Linked DNA regions of Mus musculus: regions 1 and 3 are each linked to region 2. The links are chromatin contacts, called in public Micro-C maps. All regions are on one chromosome and are shown on one strand. The core of a region is the stretch at or near the end of the contact, and the rest is flanking DNA. Distances in the headings are between cores, read along the strand shown. Region 1 overlaps Tenm3 (teneurin transmembrane protein 3). Region 2 holds the start of Dctd (dCMP deaminase). Region 3 holds the start of Cdkn2aip (CDKN2A interacting protein).

What was found. A called contact is a pair of places that touch in the nucleus more often than the background predicts.
Region 1: a Micro-C map of muscle stem cells shows a contact between it and region 2, with 2.8 times the contacts expected there. The contact joins the enhancer-like site here to the promoter of Dctd in region 2. A contact is called at or near these places in 1 of 39 promoter capture datasets (embryonic stem cells), 1 of 484 Hi-C or Micro-C datasets (muscle stem cells) and 2 of 115 datasets of contacts at active chromatin or transcription factors (embryonic limb bud and embryonic stem cells).
Region 3: a contact with region 2 is called in a Micro-C map of the G1E-ER4 cell line, with 4 times the contacts expected there. The contact joins the promoter of Cdkn2aip here to the promoter of Dctd in region 2. A contact is called at or near these places in 6 of 484 Hi-C or Micro-C datasets (the G1E-ER4 cell line, LSK cells and embryonic stem cells).

The regions. Positions count from the first base shown.
Region 1 is chr8:48,413,547-48,418,357 of GRCm38.p6, reverse strand. It overlaps Tenm3 (teneurin transmembrane protein 3), which reads left to right. Exons shown (of 27, transcript NM_001145937.1): 3 at 1,113-1,350. Among named protein-coding and RNA genes, the nearest start is that of Gm51531, 100 kb to the right of the region's middle. Within about 2 kb of position 1,352, at least 3 of the 459 cell types and tissues checked have an H3K27ac peak or open chromatin away from gene starts, as enhancers often do. A contact at or near this core is called in muscle stem cells, where this site is marked.
Region 2 is chr8:48,106,831-48,111,634 of GRCm38.p6, reverse strand. Dctd (dCMP deaminase) reads right to left here and starts at 1,677. Exons shown (of 6, transcript NM_178788.4): 1 at 1,387-1,677.
Region 3 is chr8:47,712,044-47,716,377 of GRCm38.p6, reverse strand. Cdkn2aip (CDKN2A interacting protein) reads left to right here and starts at 2,447. Exons shown (of 3, transcript NM_172407.3): 1 at 2,447-2,858; 2 at 3,360-3,490; 3 at 4,084-4,334. The coding sequence starts at 2,608.

The DNA.
Region 1 (4,811 bases), core at 103-2,602, 310 kb before region 2:
GTGATCCAATAAGACACTTTAAAATTATGTTGCATTTTGAACTACATTTAATAAAAAAAAATAGGCATCTTGTGGGTGTTTGACATTAAATGAAGTGATCACCTTTCTATTACAAAACTATATTTGTCAGTTCAGTATTACACATGTCCAAAGCTAAGTCGTACAAAGATCTTAGATGTTACAATGACTTGTGATATTTAGCAGATTGTTTACTGGTGAACTTTCCCACAGTTACAATGCAATATTGTGCTCATATTTTGAAATCGTTGAGCCCCTTATGATTCTGGTTTGGAACAAACTATTTGTGCCACAGATCTAATGGCAGGAGTCGCTCTGGTCACCTAGGACTTCACTCCAAAAGCTGTGGTTCTACAGCACACTGAAATTGGAAAATCTGTTCTGTGTGTGTTCTAATGGATGTCACGGTCATTAAGTCTCTGACGCTGTAATCGGATGTGATTCAGTCTGTTAAGTATCCACGCAACAACATCTGCTTCACGGAGTGACCTTCTGCTACGGAATGTTTAGCGTCTATTAGTGGATCATAGCACGGAGCCGCCTTGTTTGAGATGCACTAAACTAGAGCAGTCTACTGCTGTTTAGCAACTAGCTTGTAATAATTTATTGCTGTTAAATAAAGCTTAAAAAAACTCCATTAAATAATTACAGGGATTATATGCATTTCGAAAACCTTTGTGTTTTACCAAAATCACCCATTTAATTTCAGGCTCGGTTTGTTTAAAAAAAAAAAAAAAAAAAAAAAAGCTGAAATCTAAAGGCACATTAGGGGAGCTGTCAGGTGATGTTTTCTGTAGGTGTTAATAAAGCCAGATGAAAAAAAAACTGAAACAAATTAAAACCAAAAGCAATTTTGCCATCTGTTGTATATTAATTAGAACTTTGCGTATCAAGGGTAAACTTGGTCTTTGAGAATGTCACTGAGCAGTCCCTTAATAGAATAATATGCAAATGTGTTAGGTTGTGGGTTTCTGTGCAGTTTTTTAAATTCTAATTTATCCGATGCAGCTCTGCAAGAAAAGTGGCAGTGCGGATGCACCTACATACACACAGAAATGTATAATGAATTTCCCTTTGTCTCTCTCCTTCCGCAGAGCAACCTTCAAACAACCCAGGGCAACCCACCCTGCAGCCTTTGCCGCCATCCCACAAGCAGCACCCGGCGCAGCATCACCCGTCCATCACTTCCCTCAATAGAAACTCCCTGACCAATAGAAGGAACCAGAGTCCGGCCCCGCCGGCTGCTTTGCCCGCCGAGCTGCAAACCACACCCGAGTCCGTCCAGCTGCAGGACAGCTGGGTCCTTGGCAGTAATGTACCACTGGAAAGCAGGTAACACCTCCCGCTCGAAGCCCTCACATCATTGGATCAGTAAGGCCGCTCGGTGCACAGGCTGCTACGATTTACAACGGGGCACATTTTGACGCCTTCAAAGTTCAAAAATAAACTAGCCCAACGCTTTTCTCACTAACAGAAATGTATCGTAATTATACGCCCCCCCCCCCTTACCCCGGTGTTTTGCCGTTTTTAAAGATCAGTTCCAGATTGCTGGAAATTTCTTAGATGCTGAATCAGTGAGCTTTTTCATCTTTTCACACATTTCATTCCTTATAAGAGGTGAGACTGTCGCCTCCGTGATACAATTCTCAACTGCTGTTTTCTCCCACCCCCTCACTGATTGGGCAGGTGGGGAGTGGAAGGGGTTATAAACAGCGGTTGTGGGTCCCATGAGCCTTGACTCGGTGATCGTGTGGACAGCTGACTGGTTCTAGACTTCCTCCGCCTAGACGTTGCCCGTGGTTCCTAAACAAATAGTGCCCCTTCCCCAAGTACAACACTTAAGAATGACCTCGAGTTAAAACAAAAATGTCTTTGCTTTCTTGCAATGGGGAGGGGGGGAGCAAGCTCACTCTTTAAACTTCGTTCCTGCAATGTTTTCAAAGATACTCAAAATAAAGGTCTGTGGGACCCTTAAAGAAATGCCCTTTTCCAATGAGCTTCTGGGTCATATACTCCTTAGTTCTATTGGGAAATGAAGTTCTTCCCTTATAGGAAGCGGGATCCATACCCCTAAAAATTCTGTTCTCTGTTTGTGATCAGACAAGTGGTTATCTGGAACTCAACACCCCACCCCACCCCCCAAAACAAACCATTTTGATGCATTTCTTGTCTTCTGGATCCATCTCTAACATATTGGTAGTATATTCTGAAAAGGGTTCTGAAATTAGAACTTCCTGCATGGGCCAGGTCACTGTGGCTGTCTGCTCATCTGAAAATATAACTTGATGAAAATTATCCTAAGCGAATCTACTTGGTGATTAAATATCTCCTGGCTGATACAACTCGTGTTTTTTGTTTGTTTGTTTGCTTGCTTGCTTCTGTTTTTTGTTTGTTTTGTTTTGTTTTGTTTTTTTCTGTGGACAGCACTGGGACAGTCATTAGCTCCTTGGTGTTGGGTGTTGTATGAACAAAGTGTTAGGCTTTTCCTTGTCCGTCTTTTCCGGGCAGCCTGGCAGCAAGCATCCTCTACCATGGCTGCCGTTTATTTCTGTGATTCACTAGCTTTTTATTAGGCTCAGAGGAAATGCATTATCACCATCTAAAAGCTCAGAAATGGTGAACTCTGGACCCAGAGAATGCCCTTTCCCCCTACACCCCCAATGTCAAACAGAGCCCATGGCTAATGCCAGCATTTAAATGAACTTCTAGGTTGAGAAAGCCATCACATGATGAATACACTGTTATTTCCTGCCATCGGTTGTGTGAGCTATACCAATTCTGTCCCGAGGAGGAGCTAGCGGAAGGTTCTCACTGTTAGTTATAAAGGATAAAAATCATTCCGTCTTCTCTTTCACCGTCGACCTTAACAAAGTTACAAGGAACTCTTGGTTTTTAACTGCACCGCCAGCTAAGAGTAGTTGAGTTTTATTGTTTATATTGTATTTCTCTTCTGGGAGAAATTAAGAAAAGAAATAGAAAGAAAAGTAAGGAAACAGAAGGGTTCGTTCCCTTCACCCCAGACAAAGAATCCCATGCATAGATCTGCTTTCCTCTCAAGGTTTTTAGCATGGACCTAAATTTACCTGGCTTAATTAATTAGTACCCACTGAGCAACTAATCGGCACTGATTCACTGTTGTCATCTTGTAAACTTTATTAGGAAAAAAAAAAGTAAATTTCCAGTTGAGTCGTCAAATTGAATATGGATAATTGCGTTGTAGCTGACAATAATTGTCTTGACGAAGATTTATGAAATACGCTGAGTTAAGGCATCAGAAACATGTTAAACTTTAGTGATGTTGTCTCACACAGAGGATTTACAAACTGCCAATGGGGGAGTCAGTAATCCTTGAAGCCACGTGTTATGGTGACGAGTCTTAAAATAAGTTTGAGCCAGATAAGACGTGCCCTTGATTTTCCTCGTCATGTAAGAATTGTAAGTGAAAGGAATTTCAGAAGCCAAATAGCTGCTTAGAAGACAATCCATCCTCTCCGTGTATAAAATCGTCCCCAAGGGAAGCAGCTACTGAGGTTTTTTTGGTCCCACTTTGGTACCATTAATGAGTTATCAATGGGATGACAGTTTCATGAATGGATATGGGGGGGGGGAGGAGAAACGGCTAATATTATCTCACTAATAAGTGGAAAGAGTGATGCATTTAACAGTTGTGTGCCGTGTTAACAAGCCCTAACCTGGAGGGAGCTTTGTTGCTCTCATTAGCCGAGGTTCACCCCTTACGGTGGTGCTAATAAAAAGAAATGATATTTCAACTTGCCGGCACTCGCTGAATAACCCTAAGCTGCGGAAAGGAAGTGGAAATCTCACGCTGCACCGAGGCAAGTGCTACTGTGGTTTCTTTAATAGTCTCGCTTGCTTGGAACTCTCGAGTGAAGAAACAGTCTTATTTATCACTGATTTTCTTTGTTGTTGATGTTGTTTTTTAGTTAAGGTTCCCTAGCGAGCATACTTCTCAGGCTCAGTTTCAGCTTCATTAATGACTTCATCCAGACTTTCATCTGCCTTCAGCTTTCCTTAAGATCTAGGGTGACATTTCATCCCCGGCTCTGACGTGGCTTCTACACATACTTGTTTATCAATCATTTTTCTACCATTTAGACGTTATAAGCTATAAAATATAAAAGTCAGTTGTGGATATAGTTTTTTTCTTCTCTTTACCTTTTTACCTTTTCTTCTCTGTAGATATAGGTAATATTTGGTAGAATTTACCTGAAATAATCCATGAAAAAAAAAAAACTCAGTAAATTGTACGTTTACCGTTTATATGAATTAGCCCAGAAAGAATCAAGGGCTTCCTGCACTGTCCTACATAGTTCAATAGAGCTTTAATTTTGATTTATTAGAAAGCATTTTTTTTCACTTGGCAATTTCTTGCTTCCACAAAAATATGTATTTTCTTTCTCTGATGAGTTTATTACTTGCTGTTTCTGGAGACAATCAATACTCTATCGCCCACTCGACTTTTCTACATGGAAGCCAGCCTTGCTCCTTCTGCCACCTCCAGTGAGATTCAGATGTGCGAGGCTCACACTGAGATTGGAATTAGCTTTAGAAGGTCAAAATTGCCATAATCTGTAACAGTGGGTCCCTCCACACCGTCCTGAACAATCACCCTCACTGGGCCTTCCCCTTTAAGTTCAGTTGCTTGTACTTGGAAGCGTTAACTTTTAGGGTGTTGGTAGCCAGTCTATAGTTCTCTTCGTTGTTATCTCTGCTGCTTCGGAGCATAATGATAGCTGCTACAAGAATACACAGCAGTCACGGAAACGCTTAGA
Region 2 (4,804 bases), core at 428-2,927:
CAATCTGCTCTCCAGGAAATGCATCAGTCAGCCCTAAACTCTGGGCAACTTCAGCTGGACTTATTAGGCAGAAACCATGAAACATGAGCCCTAGACTTCAAAGAGAGCATCCTGGTCTAAAGAGAAAATTATAAAATATAATATTTGAAAAGTCTGGATTTGGCACTAATAAGTTTCCAGATAATTCATATACTGCCTGCTTTCCTACAGAATTTAAGTTCCTGGGCTAGAGAGATGGCTCAGTGGTTAAGAGTACTAACTGCTCTTCCAGAGGTCCTGAGTTCAATTCCCAGCAACCACTTGGTGGCTCACAACCATGTGTAATAGGATTCAATGGCCTCTTCTGCTGTGTCTGAAAACAGAGCTACAATGTACTTATATACATAAAATAAATCTTTTTTTAAAAAAGCATTTAAGTTCCTTTACACTGCCTCCAAAGTGTCCCATCCCTTACTTGCTCCCTTCTAAACATGGAAGGGAGGAATAAAAATGTGTAATATCTAATGGATTCCAGACACTTTAAATATCTCATTCTCTCTATATCTATATATGTATATATATAGATATATCTATATAAACACACATATATTCAAGTCTCATTTCTAGCTAAAGTAGGCATTAGCATCACATCTTACAAATTCAGAAAACTCAGGAAATTTGCCTCCAAACCCAGTATACTGTAATATAAACAAACAAATAACATTTGCAAACAGGCCAGTTTGGTAACTAATCAGGTGATTTTTTTTTTCCTTTTCCTTCCTCCTTCATTCCTCTGGATGAATCAACTCTGAGGAACGAATCAAGTAGGAGGAAAAGAGAACATGCTCATACTAAAACCAGGTTCTGTAACAATGAGCTTCAAGGCCAGGCCTTGGATGATGGTCTCTGCAACAGGGCTGAGGCTGCCATACAGGGCAACATCTCTTGTGAACAGGTAGAGGACTCCTCACCCCAGCGACCCTGCTCAACAGGGAGTCATGCCGGTTTGGCTGGCTTCCCACCTTGCTTTAAGCTTTAGAGAGGAATGGGAAGGCAGGGAGAAAGGACACATTTCTCCACCGCCAAGGGGTGGCTGCCCCGTGCTTGCTTTGTAAAGCTCCCCGGGGCTCTGTACCCACCACGAGCAACCTCAGAACCAGGAAACTGAGGCAGGGATGTCACCAGTCCAGGGAGAAACTGCTCCACCTCCGACAACTGCCCCCCCAACTCTGTGCTCCCGGTTCTTAAGTCTCCCTCCTCCCCTCCACGTGGGCGCCAGAAGAGACTCGGCGCTCACGTGGGCTGCACCCTCCCTCCCTCCCTCCCTCCGCCGCGGCGAGCCGGGTGCAGCCCACGTGCAGGCTGAGCACCCACGAGCAGGGTCCTCGGCCGAGGGGATGCGCCCACCGTCCGCTCCTTCGAGGTGCAGACCACGCTTGCACCGTCCACCCCACACAGCCGCCGTGCGCGCGGGTAGGAAGTCGGGAGGGAGGCGGGTCCGGCGCGCGGCGGAAGGGGCGGCGGGGCGGAACGTGGCGTGCAGCTCCACGCGGTCACAAGCTGCGGGCATCCGTGACCACGGATCCTTGTAAAGAGAGAGGATCTGCAGACTGCCCGGCGCGCGGGGAGCCAGAGCTTATCCCGCAGGGGGACCTCAGTGTCGCGGTGACCTTTACGGTTCCCAGTGAGGTTTGTCCTGGGCTCTCCCCTCCCGCCCCCCATTGGTGCAGGCATGGGCTCAGGGAGGGACAGCGCTTAGCCACACCCACCCACGGGCCTAAGAGTTTGAGCATTTTAGTTGACCCTCCCAGTCCTCTCAATCCATCACCAACTTCTTTAAGGAGTTAAGGAGTGAAGTTAAATACATAAAGGTGATTTAAAAGACCCAAAGATTCCAGGTGCTACGGACCTGAAAGGAACAGGGAATGAAGGGACCTGGTACTGGCCTCTATAATAAGCCTGCAGACTGTGTCCTAGCTATCTCTAGAATCACCTAGCCTGCAACTGCTTCTTGGCTTCATACTAGAAGGGTGTGGGTGGAGCCTTTGTGCCCCGAGGCCCCCTCCTTCGAAACTTTATCTGCATTGGTTTTTTGTTTGACCTGGTTTAGAGTTAACTCTCCAAACCTGTGAAAGACCCTGAGATGCATGCCAGTGCCTTCCCCAGCCACTCAAGGTGGACAGTTGCTCACTTGACAGTCCCCTGGTAAAGTTTGTAGCGGTCATATGCCCCAAGGAACTACATCTGATTTTCTTCAACATCGTTTCCTAGACTCAGATGTTTGACCCCTAAATCGGGAGGAAATTCCATCGCAAAATGACAAGTTTTGTCTTATCCCGTTTGTTTTATCCACACTTGTGGCTACGCCCCCGTACTCCGTCCCATTGCCCCATAAATAAAAGCTCCTGTAATGATCATGACTTCAAATCTGCACATCCCCGGTCTCAGCGGCTAATCCAAACAAAAGCTTGTTAACTGTATTAATTTAGGCCCGCCGAGGAAGAAGGATGAAAATAAACAGTTGGTTCTAGCTAATTTCTCACTAGCAAAGACACACCATTCTTCATGTCCGTGGTCCAGCCTGTGGATTCCGTAATTAAATTATGTGCTGCTCTTAGTGGATGCCAGGAACGCAAAGGATGAAAATATTTCATTGTTAACTATAGATTTTTTTTTCTTTGCCTTGATAAGACCCAGGCTTCAAAGAGCCACATAGATCAAAGTGATGATTTTCAATGTCAAGTTAGTCACTTTAGTTGACTATCTTGTCGCCACTAAAATTCATTATGTCCTGAGCAAGTAGTTTCTCTCCCCCACCCTCTGCTTGGTCTTTGTCACCCTCATCTATAGTCCTTGGGTCTTGTTGGATTCATTTCTCTGCTCACTAACCTACAGCTAATATATCACCGGTTGCTGCTGGTCCTTCAGCCACAACATCATTAAGCTTTCTTCCTTTGCTGTGGAAAGAGTGTCGAACATAATTTAGTTACTTCTCATCGTTCTCCATTCTGGTCAGCTCACACACTCCCCTCTGCAGTAAATCCAGGACCCTGCCTGCTGCACACAGTTGCCCTCCCTGTCCCTGAATTTCACTGAAAGCTCCTCTAGGTAAGGATGGCATTGTTCACAAGACAGGAAACTCTCCTGATTCATGGTTTCACAGCCAGAGGTTTCAGATTCTGCACCAACAGTAAAATGAGACAGCCAAGTGAGAAAAAGATGCAGGCCTTCCCATGTCCTGCTCATTCCCACCTTGTAAGCCCAAGTGTGAGAGTACGTGTTAAATCTCCCGCTAATACCTTTCCTTTTGGCTCACAATGGAGGCTCCTGCTTCACCTACAACACAGACGGGGCTTGCTGAACTTACAGACATATCTAGATTTTACCACCCTAGGCAAGGTGAGGGAGGGGCCGTCTCAAGGAGTAGACAGCATTAACGTGTTTGCAAAGGTTCTACTCAGGCTTGGGCTCACTCCCCTGCTTACAGAACTTAGGCTTATCTATGTGTATTACATTATTAGAATGTATTTCAGTAGCTCAGAGAGGGGGGCAGATTAAAGAGGCCAGTCGATGTAAAATTCCTATATAATATATATAATGTATATATGTATATACACATATATGTATATAAATATATAATATATAAATATATAATATAAATATATCATATACAGTGTATATGTACATTGTGTGTGTACATATATAATACACAATATAAATATATATTATACCCATACATACACACACACACATATAAAAGAGAACTTACTAAAATGACTCAGTCTGCAGTTCAGCTAATTCAACAATGGCTAACTGTGAACAGAAAGTCTAAGAGTCTAGAGGAGTTGCTCAATTCCACACGGCTGGGTGTCTCCACTGGTCTTCTCCCAAAGAAGTAGGCTCCGACGCCAGTTGAAGGATTGGACTTGCTAGCAAGGTGAGGACAATCAGGTAAGGAGGAATACCTTCCTTCCATGTCCTTGTATAGGCTTCTATAGCAGAAGGTGTGGCTCCGATTAAAAGTGTGTCTTCATACCTCAAGAAGGTGTGTTTAGCCAGGCACACCTTTAATCCCAGCACTTGGGAGGCAGAGGCAGGCAGATTTCTGAGTTCGAGGCCAGCCTGGTATACAAAGTGAGTTCCAGGACAGCCAGGACTACACAGAAAAACCCTGTCTCGAAAAACCAAAACAAACAAACAAACAAACAAACAAAAAGTCATAATAAACAAACCAGTTCTTCTTCCTACCCAGTACATGAAGAATAAATGAACTTTACTGCTGGCCCATTTAATGTATAAATGCTGTTTCTAAGTAGCCTGTTGAAATATCCTTGATTGTACTAGAGTCTGTCTGTCCATCTACTTACCTACCTATCTAAACTCTCTATCCAAGCATCTAGCTCTTATATATTTATTCAGAGGATTAGGGTTAGGGTCTTGGGTATCCAGGCTATAGCTGAGATGACTTTGAACTCTGATCTCCCTGCCTCTACCCTTCCCAGTTCTGGGAGTACAAGTGTGCAATCATGTAAGCACTCCACCAACTGAATTACATTCGCACCACAGCAGCATTCATTCACTTTTTGAGATTAATTAATTGATTTATACATATGTGAGTACATTGTTGCTGTCTTCAGACACACCAGAAGAGGGTACTGGATTCCATTACAAATGGTTGTGAGCCACCATGTGGTTGCTGGGAATTGAACTCAGGACTTCTGGAAGAGCAGTCAGTGCTCTTAACCACTGAGCCATCTCTCCAGCCCATGTTCATTCTTATAACTCAACAGTTGTGGCTAGAAATACCAGCGTTACTATTTTTAAG
Region 3 (4,334 bases), core at 1,198-3,697, 400 kb after region 2:
GACTATATTGAATGAAGAACCCATTATGTATGTGAATGTGTATTTGTGGGAGGGTGCACAGGTGCAATGTGGCACATGTGGAGGTCAAAGATGGAGCGTGGAGGACTGAACATCCCACTGGTCTTAAACTGAACTTTTTAAGAATCTAAAACCGCCGGGTGGTGGTGGCACACGCCTTTAATCCCAGCACTTGGGAGGCAGAAGCAGGTGGATTTCTGAGTTCGAGGCCAGCCTGGTCTACAGAGTGAGTTCCAGGACAGCCAGGGCTACACAGAGAAACCCTTTCTCAAAAAAACCTTTAAAAAAAAAAACTGAAACCAAAATACATATATATTTCCTATCAAGAACTCAACTTTTGCAAATAAATACTTGTTTTCAGACTCTTTTGGCTTTTGATATAACTGTGAATCCAAGTGAGGAGGCCCGGAACTGTACTCTGAGAAGAACCACCGGTTTCAGGCCATCATAGAGACAGCAAGACTATGTCTTCAAAGAGAAAAAACTTTGCCATTGAAAGGTTAGCTGTAGCCAGGCTGTTCTTGTTCATTTTGTTACCCAGTCTGGCCTCAAACAAAGCTGGGCTGACTTGGTTATTTTAGAAGAGACTCTTGCTTCTCACTCTCTCAGTAGACCAGTGAGACAATGGACCCCGGAGAAATGAGAATTTCCCCAAAAGTCTTAGAAGTAAAAGGTTCCAGCCAACGGGGACTTTGTCTTCCTGAGAAAGATTTCACGTTCTAACCACTGTTAAGCCACCTTGTCCCAGCAGCCTCAGGCCGGGATACCAGTGGGCAAGCAGCTGGTTGATGGGTAAGCCACTGTTTGACGGCTCCTATCTTAAATGTCCATGTCCTTGGCCTTTTATTTAAACGTGAATCTCATTTCAGAGCTCCAAAAGACTCGTTTGAGATGGGATGGATGCCTGTGAGTCTCAGTCTCTGTGTCTCTGTCTCTCTGTCTGTCTGCCTCTCTCTCTCTGCTAGGAGAAGGGGGAGAGTTGAGAAAGGGGTTCTTTTGTGGAGTCCTGAAACTAGCTCTGTAGACCAGACTGGCCTCAACTCACAGAGATCCCCCTGCCTCTGCTCCAGAGTGCTGGAATTAAAGGGGTGCTTTGTCTCTCCTTGCCAGTGTGGCCTCTTTGAAAGCCTTTTCCTGCTTTCCACTACTAACGTGTCCCTTCTAATTGCCTTATTGGAGCTGAACAGTGTTGGGGCACAGGCCCATGGCTATCAAGTTTAGTAACCAAATGACTGAATTTTTGCGTGATTATTCTGATTTAAGCATTTTCACAACAAAACGCAAAAATCTATTGAGGGAAAATTCAATTACATAATTTATCACTATCTCATATTATTACATTGATCCTTTGATTTATTGACACATACCTAGACTTGGAAATGTTAATAAACACGCCAGAAAAAAAAATCCATGGGTTGGAGAGATGGCTCAGTAGTACGAGATCTTAGAGAAGACCTCCAGCACCCACAGGGCGCTGGGTTCAATTCCCAGCACCCACAGGGCGCTCAAAATCCTGGGTCAACTCAACTCCAGGAGAGCCATTGCTCTCTTGCCTCCAAGGGCACCAGGCCCACACATGTAGCACAGACACACATGCAAGCAAAAAATCGAACTCATAAAACAAAACAAAACAAATGCAGAAGCAGTTGCTCTTGAGGACTGAGGCCAGGACGAGATAAGCAGATACATTTCCATTTTGGTCCAACCGGGATTAACAGTTAAAACCAGTTGGCACGGGGTCATTTATAGTTCGGGGACCAAAAGCGTTAAGGGAGAGGAAGCGGGTTGAACCAGGAACTTAAGAAACCGCGGAAACCCAGCCAGATCGTGGGGCGCAAGCGCAAAGGCCTGGTTTCAAAGAGCCGGTTAGATCCAACTGGAGGAGCCGCTTGTGCTCGTCGTTAAGTTACAACCGTGCTCGGTACTTTTATTGTCCCCATCCCACAAGGCATCCGCAGGTCCCCAAACGCCCGGAGACCTTCCGAGCCTCGGGCCCAAGGGTTCAGCGGCTTTCGCGGCAGGGCGCAGGCGCGGAAGCCAGCTTTTGTTTATTTTGGCCGCGTGCGACCGCGAGCGTCCGAGGGCGGAACGCGCAGGAGGGGCGGGGCGGCAACTCGGACGCCTCCAGGTCTCCGCGCTCCGCCCGCTTTGTCCCACCGCCCCCCTCTCCCGGCCCCCCGGAGCGCGGCGTCACAAAGCGCCGGCGGAACGCCCCAGCGGCCGCCCCTAGGCGCCGAGGGCGGGGAGGGCCGCTGGCCGCTGAAGTCGCCTCGGCCCCGCCTCCGCCGGCGCGACCGCCGAGCGAGTCGCTGGCGACTGGGCGCTGCAAAGCATCCTGGGAGGACGCGCTCGCGCCGGAAGGTCGCGTGTGCGCGCGGCGGCAGCGGCGGCGGCGAGGTTATAAAAGGGAGCGAGGCGGTGGCCGGCGGAAGTGGGCGGTTCGTCGGCGCCTTGTTCTGTTGTTTGGGGTTTGGGCTCCTGGAGGGGCGTTCTCGGGAGGGCCGCCGGTGCAGGCCGCGCTGACACAGGGCCGCTTCGCCCCCGGGGCTCCGTGCGCTTGCGCTCTCCCCGTCCCGCAGGGTCCCCAACATGGCGCAGGAGGTGTCCGAGTACCTGAGCCAAAACCCGCGGGTAGCCGCCTGGGTGGAGACGCTGCGCTGCGAGGGCGAGACGGACAAACACTGGCGCCACCGCCGGGAGTTTCTGCTTCGCAATGCCGGGGACCTGGTCCCCGCCACCGACGAGACTGCGGACGCGGAGAGCGGAGCCCGCACTCGGCAGCTCCAGCAGCTGGTCTCCTTCTCCATGGCCTGGGCGAACCATGTCTTCCTAGGGTGCCGGTGAGTGGAGGGAGCGTCGCTCTCCAGCCAGCCTTCCGGGCTTTGCTCCACGCCCCCTGCCGCTGGCCGGGGAGCGCTTTCGCGGGGACCGGCGACGCTGGGGAGGGCCGCTTGGGAAGCGCGGGAATCGGTGTGACACTGTGGGTCCTCGGAGGGAGAGCAGGAAGGGCGTCCGGGGCTGTCCCCGACCTCACAGTTGCCGGGCGTCCGGGTGGTATGCGCCCGGCAGATGGAGTTGTTGGTGCTTAGCTGACAGTATCTGCCCGGGAGACCCCGAGTTTAAAGGTTCCCTGGCACAGACCCGCCTCCCGAGCCCTTAGGGCATTCGTCTGGGCCATCTTCGATTGTCGCGCGGTTCGTACACTTTGATCACGACCAGGAAATGCAGTCTGCGCACTCCTGCATTCCTCACGCTGCCAGTACTTTCGGAAAAAAAAAAATAAAGCATAACAACAACAAAAACAAACCACTTCTTGAGAGCGACTTTTGCTTCTTTTTCAGGTACCCTCAAAAAGTTATGGATAAAATTCTTAGTATGGCTGAAGGCATCAAAGTGACAGATGCTCCAATCCATACCACACGAGACGAACTGGTTGCCAAGGTGAAGAAAAGAGGGATATCAAGTAGCAATGGTTAGCAGATCATAGATGTGAACATACATAGGAGTTTAGAAAATATGCTTTATAAAATTAGGAATCGCTGTCATTACTAATTTTTTTTAACAATCCAGAATGTGTATGCTGTATTAATCTAGTTAAAATGTTAAAGCTACACTGTGTGTGTATGTGTGTCTGTCTGAGTCTGTCTGTCTGTTTTGGTGCTGAATTTGATTAACTTTTAGATTTTCAAGTCCAATGTCTGATGCTGTTAATTTAATATTAAAAACTAATCATATTAATTGATACTGTTTTAACATACTAATGAAGTTGTTCCATATTTTAAAAGAAACTACTGGTTCTGAAAAAAGAATTTTTTTGTGCTTTTGTTTGTCTTGTTTTGTTTTGTTTTGATAGGGTTTCTCTGTGTAGCCCAGCCTATCCTGGAACTTGCTCTATAGACCAGGCTGACCTCAACCTCAGGGGTCATGCCTGCCTCTGCTTCCTGAATGCTGGGATGAAAGGCACTTTGCTGCCACCCCACTCTCTGTGATTTTTAAATGAATGTTTTGTTGATTGTCATGTCTTTAGGACTCTTAGTAAAATACCTGTGTTTTTCTTCTTTCTAGAAGGGGTAGAGGAGCCATCCAAAAAACGAGCCGTAGAAGGAAAAAACAATTCTTCAGTTGAGCGAGATCATGGGAAAAAATCTGCCAAAACGGATCGTTCAGCAGCTCAGCAAGAAAACAGTTCGCCGTCCAGGGGGTCGTCCACCAAATCCGAGAGTGGTGGGACCTCAGCTCGGAGCAGCTCCAGTGGCTCCCATCAGGATAGCGCCACAAGTGAAGGAGACAGATCTGTGTGCAGCCAGAGCAGCAGC